Regions from separate parts of the Mus musculus genome. Here region 1 is linked to region 2. Evidence: chromatin contacts called from public HiChIP or PLAC-seq data. All regions are on one chromosome and are shown on one strand. The core of a region is the stretch at or near the end of the contact, and the rest is flanking DNA. Distances in the headings are between cores, read along the strand shown.

Evidence for each region. HiChIP or PLAC-seq counts read pairs in DNA pulled down with a chosen protein or histone mark.
Region 1: a contact with region 2 is called in an H3K27ac HiChIP or PLAC-seq map of embryonic stem cells, with 6 times the contacts expected there. The contact joins the promoter of Aven here to the promoter of Platr8 in region 2. A contact is called at or near these places in 2 of 39 promoter capture datasets (embryonic stem cells and pre-B cells), 2 of 484 Hi-C or Micro-C datasets (pre-B cells and pro-B cells), 2 of 115 datasets of contacts at active chromatin or transcription factors (both in embryonic stem cells) and 1 of 9 other capture datasets (adipose tissue).

The regions. Positions count from the first base shown.
Region 1 is chr2:112,490,110-112,495,241 of GRCm38.p6, reverse strand. It overlaps Aven (apoptosis, caspase activation inhibitor), which reads right to left and starts at 2,278. Exons shown (of 6, transcript NM_028844.3): 1 at 2,021-2,278. The coding sequence starts at 2,251. It also overlaps a transcript of Chrm5 not described here.
Region 2 is chr2:109,911,135-109,915,886 of GRCm38.p6, reverse strand. Platr8 (pluripotency associated transcript 8) reads left to right here and starts at 2,568. Exons shown (of 5, transcript NR_033473.1): 1 at 2,568-2,766.

The DNA of each region.
Region 1 (5,132 bases), core at 1,029-3,528, 2.6 Mb before region 2:
AAGACAGCTACAGTGTACTTACATATATTAATAAATAAATCTTTAAAAAAAAAAAAAAGAAATTGAGGCAGGAAGATCTTGATTTAAGGCAAGGGTGGGCTACATAGTGAGATCCTATCTAGAAGATGATGAGAAAGAAGATGAGGAAGAGGAGAAAGAGAAGGAAGAGGAGGAATTTTAAAAACCAACAAGGGCTAGCAAAAAATGCAGAGATAGGCCGGGCGTGGTGGCGCATGCCTTTAATCCCAGCACTTGGGAGGTAGAGGCAGGTGGATCTCTAAGTTCGAGGCCAGCCTGGTCTACAGAGTGAGTTCCAGGACAGCCAGGGCTACACAGAGAAACCCTGTCTCGAAAAACAAACAAACAAACAAACAAAACTCCCAAAAATGCAGAGATAGGAACTCTCATATGTTATGGTAACATCAATTGGTATAGCATTACAAAGAGCAGTACGGCTGTTCCTTAAAAATAAAAACTATAACCACCACTAAGGATTCCACAATCCTATTACTAGGTATATATTCAAAGGAACTGGAGTCAAACATTTGCATTATTGTGTGTGTGGGGGGGGGGGGGGGTGTGTGTGTGGGTGTGTGTGGTTTTTTTGAGACAGGGTTTCTCTGTGTAGCCCTGGCTATCCTGGAACTCACTCTATAGACCAGGCTGGCCTCAAACTCAGAAATCAGCCTGCCTCTGCCTCCCAAGTGCTGGGATCAAAGATGTGCGCCACCACTGCCCCGCAGAAAAAACATTTGCATTCTTGTGTTTATTTTTATTTACATGAATGTAGGGGGGGTGCATATACCGAGAGTGTGGGTGCCTTACAGAGGATTAAGAGCAGTTTGCTACTGTTCTGGAAAACATAACTGCCTTTAACGTGGGCTCAAAGGATCTGATGCCTTCTGGCCTCTGCTGGCACTACACTTATGTACACACACACACACACAGAGAGAGAGAGAGAGAGAGAGAGAGAGAGAGAGAGAGAGAGAGAGAGAGAGAGAAAGAGAGGAAGAGAGGAAGAGGAGAGAGAGACGGGTCCACGGGCGCAGAAAAACTAATATACTTCTTTAACAAAAACAAAAAATAGATATAAACAAATTCTTGTATTTTGCGAAATTAACAATTGCATTAAGGATAATAACACACTGCAGTAAAGGTGACTGTCCTGATAATTTGCTTATCACACTCAGTAAGCTCATGGTTCATACCACACATCTTTAGAAGGAATGGTTTCAGGGCTTCTTAGTTCCCAAGTAAGTTACTTTGGAGGAGTACATATCTAGAAGTTGTTTCCATTTGCAGTCTAATCATCCAGAGGGAAAGCAAAGGACGTAGACTGTGTGGAATCCTGCAGCTGGACAGTGGTCCCTACACAGCTGGAACGCTGTTGACTGCTTTCAGAGCACTGCACTAATCCTGATTTAGAGCACCAATGTGCCCAACATATAAGATATGAGTACAGAAAGGCCTTGGGAAGGTCGGTCAGTTTCTCCTCATTTAATCTTTAGGTACCCAGAATAGTCTCGGCGAGACTAAATACGAATCTGAAGAGTGGGAAAGATCTTAGAGGTCACCAATCCAAACCAAAATGAAGACATAATCTTCCCCCCATGTCCTTCCATCCAGGTATGGGTGACCACAGACACTGTTACCTAGGCAATGTGGGATGGGATAAAGGAAACGGAGGGCAGAGTAAACACTTCTGTGTAAATCTGTATTCTGGTAGACTTCGCTCCGCAGGAAGTCACTTCTGGGATAGCACGCCAGGCTGTAGCCCGGACACCAGGCGCCGCCGTTAGTCTCCATCAGACCATGGGACTCTGGCACCAGCAAAACGCGGAGGCCGGTCGCTTAGTCCTTCGGCCACAAGCAGCCAGGGGCTGAGCGTGCACGGTACACGTGCATGTCCCCTCTCCCTCCCCCCCCCCCCCGCGCGCCCTCCCGGCTCCATCCCGCGCAGGCGCTGTGCCTCGCGCTCCCCACACGCCGGCTAGCGGCCGCAGCAACCCGCGCTCCTTACCCGAGTGCTGGCTCCGCCGCCCCGGCCTCCAGGCTCCCAGCGGCCGCCTCGCAGGCCGCCACCTCCTCGGCCTCGGCGGAAGCCCCGGCCTCGGCCCCGCCGGCCGCCTCCGTCCCCGCAGCCTCCTCTCGCCAGCGCCGTCGCTGCCCCGACCGGCTCTCGGTCCCCTCCGGGCCGCTCCCGGCCTCCCCGCCGCCCGCGGCCGCCCCTAGCCCCGCGCTCAGCCTGCATGAGGCCGCCGGCGAGCAGAACGCGCGAGCCGCCGCGGAGAGCGCAGGCCCCACCGGAAGCAGCCGAGCGCCGGCCGTGGTGATCGGGGCGCGGGGCCCGGCCGGGGCGGGGACCACGAAGTGATCTGTAATAAAAGGACGCCATAAAGTCACTTTGTGTGATAGTTCTTAATTCATATGAGTGTTTGCATGACACAAAACCTAAGGTGTCCGATGAGTTTTTTAGTTAACCTGATTTAAAGAAGATAAGTCATTTTAAAGTCAGGATTTAGGAAGGGTTGAGGGTGAGTCCCAAGTCACAGGTCTGGACAGCGGCTCAAGTGGGTGGAGGGTCCGGTAGGGAAGGGGAAAGATGCTTGAAAATCTTGAAGAGAACTTGTAAACGTCGTTGCTGTAACTCACATTGAGCGCTTGATTCTCATAGGTACTTGCCCTTATTTTGCAATGAGGCAACAGTCCTAGAGAGCTTAACTCCCCTAGCAGGACTTGGTTAGACAGGGTCCAAAGACAAGGGTAGCGGGAAAGTTAGTTATAGAAAGACAAGAGAGAGCTGGGAACGTAGCTCAGTTGGAGAATGCTAAAATCGTCTTTGGCGTGAGAAAGAAAGAAAGAAAGAGAGAGAGAGAGAGAGAGAGAGAGAGAGAGAGAGAGAGAGAGAGAGAAAGAAACAACAGAAGCCGAGGTTAACAGAAGCCGAGGTTAATTTTGTCTTAAGGAAGCTACCTGAAAACAATGAAAGCAAGCCCAGCCATGGTGGTGCAGGCCTTTTAATCCCAGCACTGGAGAGCCAGGGGTAGGCCCATCTCAGAGTTCACAGCCAGTCTGCTTTACAGAGTGCAGGTCAGAGTTACAGGACTGCAAGGGCTACACAGTGACCCTGTCTCAAAAAAATAAAAATAAAGTAAAAGTAAAAGTAATTAATTAATAATAATAAAAGCAAAGGGATGGAATCAGCCTACCAAAAGAAATGTCACTTTCATCGCGTCTTAGGCCCCTTCCTTATAGCCATATATCACTTCTAATTGTGTACAGAATTATATACCAGTAGCACTATGTTCCGAATTGAAAAGACAGATTGGCCCCACCCTAAAGTCCTCAATTCACGTGGAAGATAATTATATAAACAAATGATTCTGCTCCAGTGAGCTGAATGCTGTGAGCAACTCAAGATCAAAGCTGGAAGTTGGCTTTTCTTAAGTAAACCCCCAAGGTACAGCCTGATGACTGAACTGGAGTTGACCCAGCTAACAGGTGGCAGGGAGTGGGGGAACCTATGTGATGAGAGAACCCCTGGAGGTTTGTCAGCTTAAGATAAAATGTCTTTTAAAATGGTTATCCCAGCTGGGCAGTGGTGGCCCACGCCTTTAATCCCAGCACTTGGCAGGGCAGAGGCAGGTAGATTTCTGAGTTCGAGGCCAGCCTGGTCTACAAAGTGAGTTCCAGTACAGCCAGGGAACCCCTGTCTCAAGGAAAAAAAAAAAAAAAAGAGTACTTGGTACCCACAGATACCTGAAGACAGCTTTGGATTCCCTAGGACTGGAGTCATGGATAGTCTTAGCTACCATGTGGATGCTGATAACCAAACCTTGGTCTTCTACAAAAGCAACAACTGCTCTTAATTGATAGGTTATTTCCCCACTGGTGAAAATTCAAGTCAGGGAAGTCACCACGGGGCGAGGGGGACGGGCTCATGGAAAGGAAAAAACAAATGTTTGGATTATATAGGGAAAAACCTCTGGGGGGGGGGGGGGGGCGCCCAGCCCCTGGGCTGGAAAGTTCAAGGCTAAGGGTAGGATATGCCAGGTAGGGACTGGGGGATGCTGGGAGAACTTCGAGGCAAGGTCTGGTTTGAAACTAAAATATGCACCTCAGTTCCTTGTCCCAGGGTCCCAGCCTTTTGTTGATAATGAATGGGTAAGGGGCAGAATAATCATCCATGACTGCTTCCTGCTGACACTGGGGTACTGTTATGGGGTGTGGGCAAAAAGCTGGGATGTTGGCCAAGTCCGGGAAGAGCTGGTCACTGCTGTCCAGGTTGTGGGACCATCTGGGGATAAGAGTGTGTAGGTCCAGTTGAAGCAGTCTCTGAGGCTGAGCCAGAGCACCGGTGGGTAACTGCTTTGTCGCTTTCCTGGATGCAGATTCTGAGAGAACACCTGGATGTTATGAGCAAAAGATAAAGTTAAGGAGTTTAGGGAGAAAAACTTTTCTTTAGTCGTACATTTAAATCTTAGACCAATCGTCTTGGGAGTTAGAGAAGGGGTCATGGGTCCCAGGACCAGGGATAGGGAAATGGATCCCACCCTAGGGAATACGCAGGCCGGGAAGGAAACAAGCTGTTCATTGACAGTATTTGTCTTGAGTCTATTTGACTGTGGGAAGTAGATTCGAATGGATTCCCTGAAGCTCACACGAAAGAAAGCACAAATATTAAATAACTTTTCTGGCCATACAGCTAGTAACTAATGGAATGAATCAAACCCAGGGTCGCTCAGCTTCAAAGTCTCCAAGGCTCTTGAGAAACCAATCTGTAAAAGAGATTTACGTTCTAGTCAGAGACATGAAATCAATAGAAAAGTTCAGGCCACGATGTTCAGGGTGTGAGAGGAAATGAGAGCCAAGAAGACAGCTAGGAAATGGGAAATTTAGGATTTTACAATCAAATGTAAATGAGGAAGTTAGGCTCTGAGAGGCAGTGGCCATGCCCACATATGTTGTTTTAGGTGGGCAGGCCACTAATGCCATTAGTAAGAAGAGAGTTGAGGGTTCCAAGTCACAATATTTGGACACAGATATATATAAAACTTTAATTGTAGTCACCCTCACTCCCCTGTCCTGTTCTGCAGTAGTAAATAACTTTTTGGTTTTTCGAGACAGGGTTT
Region 2 (4,752 bases), core at 1,319-3,818:
TCAACTCACCATCCTCCTGCCTCAGCTTCATGAATGCTGGAATAATAGTATGAATCACCATGTCCAGACTCATTTCCATGTTTCTCTCTCTCTCTCTCTCTCTCTCTCTCTCTCTCTCTCTCTCTCTCTCTCTTCAGTAAAGAAGCTCTCCTCAGTAAAGAAGTATTTCGAAGTGGCTGGAGAGATAGCTCAGTAGCTCAGAGCACTGGCTGCTCTTGCAGAAGATATCGATTCTGTTTCTAGCACGTTCATGGTGTCTCACAACTATCTGTGACTCCAAGACCAGGGCATCTGACATTCTCCCGGTCTCCATGAGCATCAAGCATGCATGTGTATATATGGTAAACACATAAACATGCAGGCAAAACACGTATGTACATCAAGTGTTTCCAAATTTTGGTAGTTATAAGAATCACATGTACAGTATAATTAAAAAAGCACAGATCTCTGTGAGTTTGAAGACAGCCAGGGCTTGTTACACAGAGAAATTTGGTCTTGAAAAAAACAAAACAGCAACAACAACAAAACAGAAAAGAAAAAGGTTCATATCCCTAACCCTAATCGTAGAGTTACTCATCAGTGAACGTCCCTGAGAATGAATCTATCTATTATATTAGTTTTTATCTCTGTGACAAGTTGTCCTGTTAGAACATAAAACCACAATGAAATGAAGAAACAACATCCAGCGCACTGTCCCAAATGACAACCACTCTCACCTAAGCTCAGGGAAGATATCAAGGATAACTCAAGTTCAACCTTCACCCTTGGCAAAGAGCAAGGAAAAAAAAAATCCAACATATTAGTCTGCTGAAGGAAGCTGCTTCTCTTAGCCCCACAGATGGGTACATTTGCGGCACCGCAGGGAGGTAAGGGCTGCAGCCTGAGAAGTGGCTGTGTTGGTACAAACTGTAACTCTAGAGCTATAGAAGCTGGAGATGGAGAACCACAAAGTCAATTCCAGCATGGGCTACACAGGGAGACTGTTTTAAAAGGAAAGGGAAGGTAAAAGTGTGACCCAGTTGTTGTGCCCTTTGTGAGGCACTGGAAGTGAAGGAAGCTCCCATCTGGGCATGCTCACTTTGGTGCCTTTGTGCAAAGGGCACTGGGCTGATGGGTAGAGAAGCTGGACTTTGGCCACAATGCCCCACCACCCTGACACTCTTATAAAAAGGACCTGAACAGTGTATATATATATATATAGATGTCCTACATACTAGGTAAAATCCAAGGTTAAAACCACATTAAAACTGGAACAGTAGGGGCTCAACAATTATACAGAGTTTCACTTTTTCTGAAATATCTCTGATTTCACAAGCGTGAATTTACAGCCAGCCACTTGTGAAATAAAATGCTACAAATATGGTTGAATTTCTCTTTGTCTTTCTCCCCCATTCTTTATTTCTTCCATTCCCTGCAAAGTAAGCATTTTGTAAAGGTCATAGTTAATTCCCATGCCTAGCTACACGGCTTCATTGTGTCCCTAAACAATGTACTAAGTATTGCTTAGAAAAGTATCATTCAAGACTTTTCTGCAACTTGCTTTGTTTTGCACTCAACTTATGAGTTTTCCCTCATGTTTGGGACGTTAATGGCTATTCTTAATTAATCTTCATTGTTACATTATGTTCTATTGAAATAATTTTCCCCAAGGGATTGAGAATTTAACTCAGTGTTAAAGTACAAGTTTGCAGTAAACATCAGTAGAGTTCCTGCTAAGGTCCAATAATAAGAAAGTATTTTAGGTGTTTTTTTTTTTTTTAAGGTATCTCTATCACAATTCTTCAACTTCATTATCGCACCTCAAAAGTAATCATATGAAACGCATAAACAAACAGTTCTTGCTGTGTTTATTCCAATAAGATTTTCTTCGTGTTTATGTGTATGGGTCTGATTGCTTGTTTGTTGTTCATGTTTTGTTTTGGTTTTTTGGAGGTCCTGGAACTCACTTTGTAGACAGGCTGTCCTCGAACTCAGAAATCCGCCTGTCTCTGCCTCCTGAGTGTTGGGATTAAAGGCGTGTGCCACCAACGCCCCGGCTGCTTTGTTTGTTTTTGAGTCAGAGTCTATGTAGTACTGGCTGTCTCAGAGCTCACAACCATGTTGGCTTCAAATTCACAGAGCTCCTCCCGTCCCTGCCTTCCTTCCCTGTGCCACCATACCCAACTGCTTTCCCTTTTTGATATACAAAGTAGTGGGTTTTACCATGATGTTTTCACGCCTATAACTCATTGCACTTGTTCCTGTTCAGCATTACCCCACTGCCCGACACCCTGTCCCTAGCTTCCCCGCGCCCTCCTGCTGCTCCCCTTTCTCCCTCAGAAGCTCCCTTCAGATTTCCTGTCCCGCGCATTTATCTCGTCCTTTCCTGCCTTTTACTGTCCACTCTCACTTAAGAGCTCTTCCTTCCTTTTCACTGTATGCTTTCTACTTCCAGTGGCCCCACCCCACTTTAAATCTGTAGTTTACATTTGAGAGGACCCTGGGGAATTGGTCTTTCTGAGTCTGGCTTCTTTTGCTTAACAATGATTTCCAGTTCCTGTAAATGCTGCGGTTTCCGCTAGGACTGAATAAAATACCATTTTCTCTATCCCCTCAGCTGTTGAATGGTTTCTGGTTTTGTTTGTTTGTTTGTTTGTTTGTTTTCATTTGTTGGTTTTTGTTTTTGTTTCTGCTATTGTGAAGCCCTAGGCATGAAGTGCAAATATTCCTGTGGTATGCTGACTTCCTCCTTCAGGAACGTCTTCCAGAGATTGCTAAGGACACATGGTGAGTAGTTCTATTTTCATTTCTTAAATTCAGTTCATTCTTATTGGCGTGTGTGTATGTTCACGGCTTGGGGGTGAGCATGGGTAGGCCATAGTACAAGTCTGTGGAGCCAATTCTCTACGTCCATCTTCACGTGGGTTCTAGAGATCTGGTTCAGGTCTCCAACCTTGCATAGCATGCGGCTTTGCCGGTTTAGCCGTCTTGCCAGCCTCTGCCTTCAGGATTTTTTGAGACACCCACACACTAACGCCCATCACGGCTGCACCGGTTTACAGTCCCACGCTCATTATATAAGGGTTTCTCTTTCTCTACCTTCTGATCAGTGTTTATTGTTGTCTGAGGATAGCTATAGTGACTGGGGTAAGATGCCTGGGTAAACATGGTAAACACTTGCGTGTCTATTGGGCATTTGCATTTTTCTCCTGAGGAGGTCTGTCTGGTTTCATCGGCTCATCTGTTGGTTGGATGGTTTGTTCTTTCAGCGTTTCATTTTCACAACTCTTTCTGTGGTCTAGATGTTATTTTGTAGTGACATTTCTGCAATTTGGTATAAGACCGAACCGTGCTTTTGTTTTAATCCCAGGTCGTGGGGATACGGGGCTGCTTCGGAATGTCTGAAGCAGATGATTACGATCTGCCTCGTGCTCTAGCAGAGACATGTTTTTGCCAGATGCAGACAGTTTCTGCAGTTGTGCTACGCATGGGATTCTGGGAACTTTTCAGAGGGTGTATAAATGCTAGACCACCAATAGGTGAAGTTGGTGTTCTGTTTGGGAGGTGGGGGGGTGGGGAGTGGTTGCAGTTTGTTAGTAGTCATAGTAGTCATGCTTAAAGAAGAAACAAAAGGAGAGAACTTCCTTTGGTGGATCTTCTCTCCCTATACCCTTCTTTCTCTCCTATCTAGTGAAAGGAGGTGAATGGGGTGGGTGTGAGTGTGGATAAAGGGTGGGAAAGAAGAACCCATAAAGTAGTGACCACCAGCTAACTCTGTAGGACGTGTGGTTGTCATAGCTTTTTCCCCTATAGCTAGTCTCTTCACTCTGGGAATTGTTTTAATTTTTATTGTACAGAACCTTTTCTATTTCACATAACTCAATTTGTTTAACCCTGGGATTATTTCCTGTGCTTCTGTTTTACCTAAGTTTCCTCCAGTGATTTCAGATGTTTCTTTATTGTCTGATCCATTGCATAGGATGACATTGAGTAGGGAGTTTGATTCTTCCAAAGGAGTAGGTAAACTTTCCCTAATACCATTTGTTGAGGAGCCTCTCTTTTTCATATTATGTTTAGACCTTTGTCAGTAGCTGGGGCTGGCGAAGTGGTTCCTGAGTTCAAATCCCAGAAACCACATGGTGACTCACAACCATCCATAATGAGATCCGATGCCCTCTTCTGGTGTGCCTGAAGACAGCAATGGTGTACTTATTTATAATAATAAATAAATCTTTGGGACAGAGTGAACAGGGGCTGAGTGAACAGGGGCTGATGGAGCAGGACTGACCGGAGCAGAGCAAGCAGAGGTCCTAAAATTCAATTCCCAACAACCACATGAAGGCTCTACAACCATCCGTACAGCTACAGTACACTCATATACATAAATAAATTTAAAAAAAAATCAAGTAGCTGTTGCTGTTTGAGTTTAGGTCTGAATCCCTGTGCTTTAATCCATTGATCTACATGGTTTTGTACAGTTGCCACGCAGGTTTTGTAACTATAGCTCTGCAATATAGTTTGAGTTTGTGCTGCCTCGAGTGTTTCTTTTCCTGTCTAGTATTGTTTTGGCTACTCAGGGACTTTTGTGAGTCCATATGAAATTTTGAACTGTAACCTCCATGGATCTGACTTTTTAATTATTATTATTAATTATTATTTCTATTACTAAGAATGTAATTGTACCCAGCACTTAGGAGGCAGAGGCAGGCAGATTTCTGATTTCGAGGCCAGTCTGGTCTACAGAGTTCCAGGACAGCCAGGGCTATACAGAGA